Linked DNA regions of Callithrix jacchus: region 1 is linked to region 2. A link is a contact called in public Hi-C data. All regions are on one chromosome and are shown on one strand. Each heading gives the region's core, a stretch centred on a gene start, on an enhancer-like site or on the middle of the called end of the contact. The rest is flanking DNA. Distances are from core to core; before and after follow the strand shown.

Region 1 (5,922 bases), core at 38-2,537, 180 kb before region 2:
GGGCCAGGAGACATCCAAAGGTGACTGCTGCTGCAGCTTCCCTCACGAGGGCATGAGGGCAAAGTCTGCAGAGAGGAGAAGGCCCCTGTGAACCAGGCTGGGGGGAGGGGAGGATGGGCCCAGATCAAAACTCGGCCCCCAGATTTCTGGTGTGTCAGGGAGATGAGGAAGGGCAGGGTCTGCACCTGAGGAGGTCCATGCCCAGCAGGGCTTCCCCCTCCCTAAGTGGCTCCTTCGTCCACACAGCCTCGTTGCCAATGCAGACACCATGCTCGTTGGCGCCCATCTCAGCCCCCCACAGCCAAGAAGGGCGGCTCAGAATCACAGCGTGCGTCTTCGACACCTGTTCCACCTCAATGTAGGTGCACTGGAGGTGAGGGAGGAAAAAGGAAGCATCCATTCAGAAAGGGGCGGCACCTGACGCGTGCTGGCACTCTGCCAATACACCTTATATATCCCTTTGAGGAAGGTCTCATTCCCATTTTATAGAAGAGGAAACTGAGGTAGACTGAGGCTACATAATGGGCTCAGGTCCAGGTTAGTATACCTGAAGCTCATGCTCTTCCCACTACTTCTGGCAGCCTCCCAGGTGTGGCGATCAGGGAAGAAAGTCTTAGAAGAATGCCGAGATCTGCCACACCTTCCAGCACCCCATAAGGCCTAACCCACCTGGAGCCGGCTCCCAGGAGTGTGAGTGCCTGCGGGGACAAACACCACCTCCTGCACCTCGTCCCTGGGTCGGTCTGAATTCTTGGCAAAGATTACAGCCGGGATGGCTGAGGCCGGGGGCACCGAGACAAAGCAGTCGCAGGAACATGGGGCGTCAGGGCTCGACGATGCCATCTGGGGAGAGGTGGGGTTGAGTGCGGGCCTCTTCATAACCCTGGCCACGACTCCGCCCGGGGGAGCCTCCTCCCCCTGCACGTGCAAACGACGCGCAGGGAAGACACCGCCGTGGCTCCCGGACGCTCGGCGCACACACCATGCACGGGTGTGCAGGAACGGAGGTGACCACTCTCCCCAGGCTCCAGGCTTGGGAGTCAGCAGGCGGGCGCTCCGAGGGGCCCGCCCCCACTGGGAGTCCCAGCCCTTCGGAGCAGTGGTGGGACAGTCTCCCTCGCTACCCCACCGAGAGTCCCGCGGCCCTGCGCATGTCCAGACACCCGACCCTCTTCCGTCCAACCCTTCTCTCACCCCCAATACTGTATTGCCCTTACCCTCTCTCCCTCCAAGAACCCAGCTCGGTCCCGAGCTCACCTCCTCCGCTTCTGCCGGGGCCGTCCCATTGGGCGGAGTCTCTCACGTGACCTGGAAGGCCTTAGGCCTCGGGGTCGGAGCCGGAACGAAGCCTGCAGCTCCGCCGTTTTCCACCAGGGCGCGCGCCTGCACCACTTCCCGCTCCCTGCCATACCCGGGCGCCCATTTCAGGCCTGATAAAGGCTGCTCACCCCATGAAGCGGGGGGGGGGGGGAGCCCGCGTGAAAAGGGAGACTTTGTTAGAGAGAGGGGACTTTTGGGGAATCTGGAGATTAAGGAAGAACCTCAGATACTTGAGTACTGGTTTGAATCTCAGAGGCGCAATCCCAGGCCTTACTCACTTATTAACACAAGGGAGTAAGATAGAGAATTAGAGAGTGGTGGAGGCTGGGTGCGGTGGCTCGCCCCTGTAACCCCAGCACTCTGGGAAGCCGTGGTGGGTGGATCGCTGGTACCCAGGTGTTCAAGACCAGCCTGGGTAACATACCAAGACCTCGCTTCTAGAGAAAATATTTTAAAATTAGCCGGGCGTAGGCTGGGTGCGATGGTTCGCACCTGCAATCTCAATACTTTGGGAGGCCGAGGCGGGCGGATCACGAGGTCAGGAGTTCGAGACTAGCCTGGCCAACATGGTGAAACCCCGTCTCTACTAAAAATACAAAAATTAGCCGGGTGTGGTGACAGGCACCTGTAATCCCAGCTACTCAGGAGGCTGAGGCAGGAGAATCACTTGAAACCAGAAGGCGGAGGTTGTAGTAAGCCGAGTTAGTGCCACTGCATTCCACCCTGGGCGAAAAAGCGAGACTCCCTCTCAAAATAAATAAATAAATAAGCTGCGCATGATAATGGGTTCCTGAAATCCCAGCTATTCAGGAGGCTGAGTTGGAGGATCGCTTGAGCCAGAAAGGTGACCTGAGATCATGCCACTGCCCTCCAGCCTCGGTGACAGAGCAAGACCCTGTCTCTTAAAATAAATAAATAAGGAAATATGTGCACAAAACCCATCTATCTGTCCAATGGTGCTCAAATCCATGGAAAAATAGCTTTGAAAGGAAATTTAAAACTTTCTAGTTCAAAGCTTTGGTGCCTTTACCTGTGGTGAAACTGAAACCGCAAAGAAGCCTTGGCCAAAGCTGACACACGGTCCTGTGGAGTTATATTCTCTTCCCAAACGTTTTGATTTTCAGTTCATTTTCCTCTGCAAACCATCTCTCCATAACTATCATTAAGGCAAATGCATCTTACACCCTTTTGTTCTGTGGAGCCCTCCAGGAATGGAGGGAGGGGAGATGCTGCAAGGTTATCTACTTCCATGAGTTGCACTGAATCCATAGATGGCTTTGAGTAGTATGCACATTTTAGCAATATTAATTCTTCCCCGTCAGCACGAAATAGCTTTCCATGTCTTTGTGTCTTCTTCAGTTTCCTTCATCAATGTCTTATCATTCAGAGTACGGATCTTTCACTTCCTTGGTTAAATTTATTCCTGAATATTTTATTATTTTGGTAGCTATTGTAAATGGGACTGTTGATTTCTTTTTGTACAGCTCACTGTTAGTGTATAGAAACACTACTGACTTTTGTACATTGACCTTGTATCCCGTGACTTTACTGTATTTGCTTACCAATTCTAACACGGTTTTAGTGGAGTTTGGTTTTCTTTCAAGCCTGCTCTGCTAGGGTGCTGGCAGTCAGACACACTAGGATTAGTGAGAAGGTGGAGGCTGTCTGATACAATATCCCGGAGGGATTGTGAGGGTGCCATTTAATGTCATTCCAGAAGCAAACATCAAGGCTCTGTGCTGACAAACCTGGGCACCCGAGGCAGCTTGGAGGAAAGCAGGTTCACCTCCTGCAGTTCCGGGGTTGCTCACTGTGGGGCGGAAAGAAGCAGGAGGAGAGGCAGGGAGAGGCCACAGCGCACACCCAGGTGGCAGTTCCCAGGCTGTCTTCTCTGTCACTTTCTCATTTCTTATTTAATTCACCCATCCTAGAGGATGGGAGTAGATTCTACTTCCACTTCCCAGGAGAGTAACCGAGAGAGCCAGCCCAGATGTTCTGATTTCCCTAACTTCTTCCTGGGCCCTCCTCAATCCTTCTGCAGGCACCCTAACTGAGGAGGGGTCAGAGGTGGCCTTGGGCTCTGTGGGGAGGGGGAGGGCAGGCCAGCCAGACAGCATTTCCAGCAAGCAAGCAAGCGTCAGAGCCCCACCAAAGGCCCCTGCTAAGAATGCAGGTCAGCAGGAGGAGCTGCATGGGGAGGAGGGGCAGCCCCAGCCCTGCCCAGACAAGCCCAGCCGGCCCCACAGCTGCCCTCCTGTCCCTGGGGGCAGCGAAGGGGGTAAAGGAGGGTGGGACTCACCAAGTTCCTGGGGTCTAACTCCCCTGGAACCAGACAAAAGAGGCACCCGGAGGAGTGGGGCTGGCATGAGGTCTCAGGAAAACATACTCGTCCCTTCTTCTCCCAGGCTTCTAAATCCAGCAGCAGATGGAAACAAACTGGCCCCAAAGCAGTCTGACTTCCTCTATGACCCCTAAATCATTCATTCTGATGCTCCCATCCAAACCAGTCTGATTTCCTCTACGACCCTAAATCATTCATTCTGATGCTCCCATCCTAAGATGGCCATAAACACGTGATCCCAGAATCTCCCAAATTAAGTTATGGGATGGGCCAGCCTGAGTACCAGATTTGGGTTCGAAAAATTGGGTTAGGGTTAGAGTGGTGGATCTAGAAATCCCACTGGTGAAAATAATAATTTTGGCAAAAAGTAGAATGAGATGGTGAAAGAACAGTAACCCACCCTACCCCCCTGGAGCCTAAAACCTATCTTCTGTCAACCTTCTTAGCCTTGGGGCTCTCGAATCATGAGGGTTTTTTTTTTACCCATTTGATGTGAATTAGGCACCAACTTTTTATCAAGCACTGGGACTCCTGGGAAGATGTGTACAGGGGATATTTCTGCATATCTCCGGGGGCAGCCGCACGCAGGTCTGGCGTGGGTATGTTTGTGTGCCCTGTGGTTGTGTAACCATGGCGGGTCTCTAGCTGTGAGTTGCAGTAGGAGCCTTTCCCTCATACTTTCCAGCTGGGCGGGAGCCCATCAGATAGCTCGGCTGCCTTTCATCGCCTTGTCCCTGATAAGGATCATCCTGGGTGAAGAAATCACTGCCAGTCACCCCCAGCTCAGTCACAGCCAAGGGATGGACTGACGTGCACCCTCCATGGGGATGCAGTGAGGGAGCCAGTGTCTGGGAAAGGCGGGAACCAGTGTTCTGAGCAGGGGAAGGGAAAGAAGGGGCTTGTATGTGGAGGAGGAAAGTGATATCTAGAAACTTCAAACAACCACAGGTATGAGACCAGGGAGAGACAGCCCAGGGATCAATCCAGAGGGAGCACCTCCCTCCTTCTGTACCAGCCACCTCTGGGGCAGGATCAGACACCAGCTCCAACCCAACTCAATAGACGTGAGGCTTCCCAAGGGGCTGCAGGATCACTGGGAAGCATCCACGCCACTCTGTGGCCCAGACCTGGTTCTCACTGCTGAGGGACGCTGAGTCAAAAAGGAAACACAGCTGGAACACAAAGGAAGCGTGATGTAGTTGATGACTTTATTGCATAAAAAACACAGGCTGTTTTTCCCTCCTCCTACCCCCTCAAAGTGAGTTCACAGCAGTTAAAGAAAAAATAAATTCCTACATTTTTCCTCTAGGGGGGCTGCCTAGAAAGACAGGCAGCCAAGCAGCCTAGATCTATAAAAGAGGGGAGCAGAAGAAAACCTATCCAAAGCCTCCACCCCCATACCTCAGAGCCTGGGGCTTCCATTGGGGGGAGCATCTGTGTCCCCTACCACCACCAACACCCATTTAGGAGTTCCCCTTAGGATGGCCACTGGAAAAGGCTGTCTCAGTGGCACAGGGAGGGGGTGGCTGGTTTCGATGGGTGGAGGAGAAAGGCATCCCACACCCACAGTGCCCTTCATCTCTCCCCCTCTCCGCCTGGCCAGGAACTTGCAGGCAGTGCCAACTCTCCTCCTGCCCCTAATCCTCCCAGCAAGGAAGGGGATCTGTAGTTGGGTTAGCAGGAGGTAGGGAAAAGAGGAAAAAGGAAGAACATTACTTCTTAAACTACCCCAGGCCAATGAGTCTCTCAGGAAGGTCACCCTGTCCCTTTAAGGAGGACCCCTTTGTATACAAACACATATTCCCACCCAGATCCCAGCTCCCACTTCCCATATAGCTCCCAGACCTTGGACTGGGCTCCAGCATCTTCAAGGGAGGAAGGAGGTGCTGGGTCCAGATCCCAGGATCTTGGATGGGGTGAATAAGATGGGGTCTCCCTGGCTGGAGACCCCAGGCTCAGTAGAGAAACTCACACATGCACACAGGTACACACAGCATGCACACACATAACCTAATATTAAATAAAATACCCTTTGCTTATAACTTAAAAATCAATACACAGCTAATCTCCGCAGAGGCCTCTGGGTGAAGAAAGGGAGCAAGGGGGAGGGAGAGGGGTGTCAGAGGGACTCTAAGGCCCCTCTCCAACCTGGGAAAGCCTCTGGCTGCAGGGGCCTGTGGCCTGTCAGACCCTTCCTCATATCAGCTTCTTTCCCTTCTGCCTGGCTTAGCCTCTGCTGGACTTCTCCCCTCCCTCCCTCC
Region 2 (6,723 bases), core at 3,200-5,699:
TTGAGGAAAGCCACACAAATGTGCTGAAGACTCTGAAGATAATTCCCAGGGAGGCTTCCCAAATGTTTTAAGCAACGGAAGCATTTGGAATAAATGCAGTCTCCTGGTGACATGACTTTGAAGGGAATATCCTCAAATAGAGAGGAATGACTCCTAAGGCATTTGCCTACAAATTTGCCTCATTAGTTGGTAGTCAAACAGCAGACCCTCTTACAGCTTAAGGTCTCAGAAGACAGGGCCTATGGGATAGGCACATTCTTCTTGGTTCATTTGCTAATATATTGGGTGGGTGGAGCTGAGCCTTAAGTTTAGCTCCCCAAAGAGTTATTTATGCTCTCCATAGGTTCAAACCTCAGTCTCTAACATCAGTTATGACAGAGGCAGGTAGGCAACAGAAGATGTACAGGGTAACCAGTTTCCAACTACTCAAAACACGTATCAGACTGATGGAGGGTGGATAACTAACTTCCCACCATACCCACACCATAACAGATACCCAATAAATATGAAACCACATCAACAAGCACGTGGCAGCAGGCTTTACAGTGGTCTGCTAAACTCAGGGAACCTGGGCTCCAACCAGAACTCAGGGTAATGATGACCAAACCCTGTTCCTATAGATTGCTCCCAATCACCCAGTTTCAAAGCCTTAGAGCTTAGTGCCTTATCACTCTCCTTCTCCATCCCTTCCTAACATCCATTTAGTTATCAAACTTTTTCATGTTTCTCGAATTTATTATTTTCTCTTCATTCTGGCCCAAGCCCTCCTTTACTGGTTCCCTGATCTCTAGTCTCTCTCTCTTTTTTTTTTTTTTTTTTTTTTTAGACCAAGTCTTACTCTGTGGCCAGGCTGGAGTGCAATGGTGTGATCTTGGTTCACTGCAACCTCTAACTCCCTGGTTCAAGCGATTCTCCTGCCTCAGCTTCCTGAGTAGCTGGGATTACACGCACCCTCCACCACACCCAGCTAATTTTTTTTAAATATTTTTAGTAGAGATGGGGTTTCACCATGTTGGCCAGGATAGTCTTGAACGCCTGACCTTCTGATCTGCCCGCCTCCGCCTCTCAAAGTGCTGGAATTACAGGCGTGAGCCACCAAGCCTGGCTGATCTCTAGTCTCTCTTATACCAGTTCATTCTATGCGGCACCCCTAGATTAACCTTCCTTAAAAAAATACACACACACACACGCACACATATATATACCTATATTTTTACATGTATGATACTGCTGTTCCAAAGTCTCCAACACTTCCCTAAAGCATACAACATATAGACCAAGTATCTGGGCCCTGTATTCAAATTCTTTATTTTTTGAGATGGAGTCTTGCTCTGTCACCCAGGCTGGAGTACAGTGGTGCAATTTTGGCTCACTGCAGCATCCGCCTCCCAGGTTCAAGCAATTCCCCTGACTGTCTCCTGAGTAGCTGGGACTATAGACATGTGCCACCACGCCCAGCTAATTTTTGTATTTTTAGCAGAGACATGGTTTTGCCATGTTGGCAAGGTTGGTCTTGAACTCCTGACCTCAGGTGATCCACCTGCCTCAGCCTTCCAAAGTGCTGGGATTACAGGCCACCTCAGATGAGCCACCACGCCCGGCCCTGTCTTCAGGATACTTATCAAGTTTATACTTTATTTATACTTATATTTATTTATTTATTTATTTTTGAGACAGGATCTCACTCTGTCTCTCAGGCTGGAGTGCAGTGGCACTGTCCCAGCTCACCGCAGCCTTGGCTGCCTCTGAGCTCAAGCCATCTTCTCACCTCAGCCTCCCAAGTAGCTGGGACCACAGGCAGCCATGACTGTGCCTGGCCAATTTTTTATTAATACAGACAATTCTCACTATGTTGCCCAGGCTGATACACTTTATTTGTATTTGTATTTTTTTTTTTTTTAAGAGATAAGGTCTTGCTGTGTTGCCCGGGTTGGTCACATACTCCTGGACTCAAGTGATCCTCATGCTTCAGCCTCCAGAGTAGCTGTAATTACAGGCACAAGCCACCCACCCAGCTCCAAGTTTCCTCTTTAAATCCAGCCAAATTCATTCATTCAAAAGCAAGCCATCCTCGTAGTCTTTGCTCATGCCATTCCCTTTTTCACTTCACTTCATTCCATCCCTCACTTCCTTAAAGACCCAGGCTCAGTGGCCTCTTTTGTGGGGGGCCCCTAGCTCCAAGTCCTGCAATCCCTCCCTTGGAGCTGAGTGTTGAAAGCATCTGCATTTGTACTTTCATTTGGCACTTGGCATACGATTATTTGGTGATTTGTAATTTTTAATGCATCTACTGTTTCTCAACAGAAAGACCAAACCCTTTGACAGCAGAAGGCATGTTTATATCTCTTGCTACCTTATATTTAATGTAATGCCACATACATAGTTGGAGTGCAATGCATATTCAGTGCTGGTGATCCTGAGCTGTGTTTGAAAAGGATCTAGAACCAAGGATCTATGCCAATGTGTATTGAGCATATAATAATCCTCAGACACAATGCTATATACTTTATATGGATTATGTCATTTGTCCTTTCTACAACCCAGTAATCTATGGACAACTACAATCCCCATTTTGCTGATGAGGAAACTGAGGCTTAGAGAGAGCTAAGTAATTTTCCCATGGTCATCCAGTGCATGAGTGGAGAAACCAGAATTCAGCCAAGATGGTTTGATTCCAAAGCCACAGCTCTCACTGTGCTGACATTTGAAGAGAATAATTCCTCCATCCTAACACTGTAAATAATAAATATAATAATTGTGATTCTGATGATAATAAATAAAAATCTTCCATGGAAAGTGGGGTTCTGATATGCTCAAGCAGGTTTTGTTTTATTTTGTTTTGTTTTTGAGATGGGGTCTCACTCTGTCACCCAGGCTGGAGTGCAGTGGTACTATCTCTGCTCACTGCAACCTCTGCCTCCCAGGTTCCACTGATTCTCCGGCCTCAGCCTCCTGGGTAACTGGGATTACAGGTGCATGCCACCACACCCAGCTAATTTTTTGTATTTTTAGTAAAGACATGGTTTTACCATATTGGCCAGGCTGGTCTTGAACTCCTGACCTCAAGTGATCCACTTGCCTTGGCTTCCCAAAGTGCTGGGATTATAGGTATGAGCCACAGTCCCCAGCCCATCAAGTAGGTTTTTTTTTTTTTTTTGTATCCAATAACTTCCCTCTTGCAAAGGTCTTCAGATGTATAAATGCAATTCTTTCCTGTACAGGAAGGTAAAATGAGCTGCAAAGTCATGTTAGAATTTGGTAAAGAGGTATTTCTTTCCTTTCCTTTCTTTCCTTTTTTTTTTTTTTTTTAAGGCCTAGTAAAGAGGAGGCATCTAACCTCAAAGCAGCCTAAGTTTACAGACCAAGGCCTGGCCAGAAATCTGTAATTTTCAGTTTCCACTCCACATTTCTTTTTCTCTTTTTTTTTTGAGACGGAGTTTTGCTCTTGTTGCCAGGCTGGAGTGCAACAGCATGATCTCGGCTCACTGCAACCTCTGCCTCCCAGGTTCAAGTGATTATCCTGCTTCAGCCTCCCAAGTAGCTGGGATTATAGGCATGTGCCACCACGCCCAACGAATTTTGTAATGGGGTTTCTCCATGTGGGTCAGGCTGGTCTGGAACTCCCAACCTCAGGTGATGCCCCCCACCTCAGCCTCCCAAAGTGCTGGGATTACAGGGGTGAGCCACCGCACCTGGCCTCCACTCCACATTCCTAGTGTGCTGGAGCTGAGAAGGATTTGGTGGGGAGGGTAGAAAAGGGGTGGTGGTGTGTTTTGTGTGTGTGTGTGTGTGTGTGTTGTGTGTGGTTTTTGTGTGTGTGTTTTTCACAAACTGGGTTAAGTTTGAGGTTCCAAGGGGGCTCTCAGTTCCCCCATGTCTCTAGGGAAGGAAAAATAGAAAGCAGTATAGGTGTTCAAACTGGTCAGGGAAGGCAGTTCCCCAAGGCAGTTCCTATCACAGCCAGCTGATGTCACCAACGGGGGAGGGGGAAGAGATGGAGGAAAGAAACAATGGAAGAGACAAAGAGGAAGGAAGGAGGGACGACAGAGTAAAAGTGAAGATAAGATAAAAGGCCAAGGACACAGGGTGAGAGGAAAGAAAAGGGTGGAGGAAAGAGAGAGGAAGGAGAATTCGAAGCCATAGGCTTTTGCCCACCTCCTTCTCCCATCCCTAACCACGGAAGAGAGCTTCTCGTCCCTTTCTGTATCCAGAGGGTATGAAGACCCTCACTCTCCGACCTCGGTGCTGTCTCCAGGGCCCAGAGGGGCAAACTGGGGAGAGGAGGGAAGACTTGTAAACATGAGTGTAATTTTCCTTTGGTTTCCCCAGGAGTTGCCCGTTCCGTTTCCTGAGGCCATTCCTCTCCAGGCAGCCCTTGGGAGTTCCCGCCCACCGACCCCAACCAGGCTTCAGCCGGCCCCTCTCCTCCATCTCGCCATCTCTCCATCTCTCCGAGGGGCTCGCGTCTCCCTGATGCGTTCTGGTGTCTGTCTGAGCCATCCATCAAGGGTGGCAGGCTGGGGGAAACATGAAAAAGAGCCTATTTGGCTATTAACGTCCCCTCCCGCTTTGTTGTCTCTCTCCTCCCCACTCCCCTACCAGCCCCTCACTCAACCCCTCCCTTTTCCCCTTTTGCAAGAGACAAAACCAGACTGACAAGCTGAAGACTCAAACATTAATCAAACTGCGCTCCGGAACAACCTTTCCCTCGCATTAATAAATACATTTGCGGCCCCTCATTGGACAGTTGGCCTAATTTGTTTCTTTTTCGCGGGGTGGGGGGAGCAGCCGCGCCCGCGCCCCCCGTCTCCCAGCAGCCCGGTGCAAAGCAGATGTTCCGCTGCTGACGCCGAGCAGCGCGGAGCCGCGCGCCCAGGAGGCCGCGGTTGTCATGGCAACGGCGGGGCCGCCTGCTGTCGCGGAGCACGCTGTCTCGCCCGCTCAGTGATTACCTCCATCTCCGCAGTGTTCGCCATACGGTCCGGATTCTAATCAGATCTCCTCCCCGCTCCCTCCTCCGTCCGGCCCACTACCCCTTCAGCTCCCACAGCCTTGGGACTCATTAAGAACTGCCCGTGCATCCCTGACGGTGCCCAGGAAGGCAGAATTGTGGAGAGATGCCCTGCACTTAGCCTGTGTTAGGAAGGCCCCAGTGCGACTCTCAAGAGGTTCTGTTTCCCCAGGCCATCATTGGTGACACTGGACCTGGGGAATCCAGCTCCCAGCACTGTCCCCTGAAGATTCCTCCTCCTCCCCTTTGGTAGGTTGAGGCAGGTCACCTGAGGTCCCCAAGAGAGGTAAGGCAGGCAACTATAGTTCCCCTTCCATCTGGACAAGACTCTTCCATTCCCGTTCTGTAAGTGCTGGGAATGATTTCATCGGCACAGACTGGAGATGGGCAGTCCACTGGCCGGAGTTAGGCCCATGGTTATTTGACCCTCTCTGCACCACCACACACTATGCTTTCCATGCTTCCAGGCTGAGGGTGGCTTTGTATAGGTGGTCTCAGATATACTCCCGGCTGGCAGCCTTGCAAGGGAGGCACTGCGAACCCTCTCCAGGCTTAGGAATGAACAAGGGGCAGTGTGATGCCTCAGGGCCTTGGGGTACCTGGCTGTCTTTCTGTTAGGGGAGGAGAGTCCTTTCCCTGAGTCTCTGAGGCTTCATTATAAGATCCCAAGCATAAATCCCCTTTCCAAACATCCTTGACTTTAAGAGAAACCGGGTAATAAGAGAAGCCACAGGCAAGAAAGCACAGAGGGGTTGGGAGTGAGTCCTACAGAGAAAAAGGGCAGATTTGGGACAGGTAGATGAGATTCTGGGTTCAGATTCCACCTTGCAGCCTATATCACAAGACGGGAAACCCGAGGTGGTTGGAGCAAAAAATAATTTTGCTCAAGGGGAGGAACCCTTTAGAGTGATGAAAAGTAGAAACACACACGTTCCAGAAGTGTTATCAATGCCAGAGAAAGCTTGCCTAAACACTCCCACAACATCCCAAATGCCTGCCTCCCCACAATGGTCGCTGGAAAGTTCTGAGCCGTATTATAGAATGAGAAGAAATGCCAGGCTGAGCTCTCTCTCCGAGGCTACTAAGAATCGTCACGAGGATTAGAGCTGCAAGGGCCTTTAGAGATCTAGACCAATCCTTCATTTTACGGATGAGAAAACTGAAACCCAGAGAGGAATGACCACTGGCCAAGATCCCACAGCTAGAAATAGTGGAACCAGGTTTCTCTTTCTGCAATAGTGGCCACTGTTCTGCCCCCATTCCTCTCTCAGAGACAACCAGCTCGGAAAGTCTGGTTTCCAAGAGGCACAGACAGAAACCCAAAATCTCAGGCCTCTCCCAGTCTCTAGTCACCCTGTCACCTGAAGGCAGCTCCACTAGAGTGACAGGCCCAGGGCGTCAGTGTGGGTGGGGGGATGGGGGATGGTGGGTTGGGAGGGAACTTTTGTGGGGCCTCCTTCAATTGATTGTCTGCAGCTCTGTCTTTGTCTGTCACTCAGAAGGGAACTGCTGAGGGGAGAGGTCAGGCTGGTCGGTAGGAAGGGAGAAAAAGGCCTGTCCCTGTCAGAGAGGGATTGGGAAGAAGGCAGGCAAGGGGACCGAAGCTCCTTCAACCTCCTCATCCTCCCCCACCCCAACTCCTGGGCTGTCTCCCCTAGGGTATTCCAGGCTTTGCTCATTTTAGGACCAGGGCAGCAACTGCGCACAAAGGC

What was found. A called contact is a pair of places that touch in the nucleus more often than the background predicts.
Region 1: a contact with region 2 is called in a Hi-C map of skeletal muscle, with 6 times the contacts expected there. The contact joins the promoter of SCRN2 here to the enhancer-like site in region 2. A contact is called at or near these places in 3 of 3 Hi-C or Micro-C datasets (induced pluripotent stem cells and skeletal muscle).

What each region holds. Positions count from the first base shown.
Region 1 is chr5:118,454,226-118,460,147 of calJac240_pri, reverse strand. SCRN2 (secernin 2) reads right to left here and starts at 1,287. Exons shown (of 8, transcript XM_078374264.1): 1 at 1,258-1,287; 2 at 670-843; 3 at 186-367. The coding sequence starts at 843. SP6 (Sp6 transcription factor) reads right to left here. Exons shown (of 2, transcript XM_008997454.5): 2 at 4,853-5,922.
Region 2 is chr5:118,276,532-118,283,254 of calJac240_pri, reverse strand. It overlaps LOC118153846 (a long non-coding RNA gene), which reads left to right. Exons shown (of 2, transcript XR_004743482.3): 2 at 4,330-4,739. Among named protein-coding and RNA genes, the nearest start is that of COPZ2, 27 kb to the right of the region's middle. Within about 2 kb of position 4,449, at least 3 of the 16 cell types and tissues checked have an H3K27ac peak or open chromatin away from gene starts, as enhancers often do.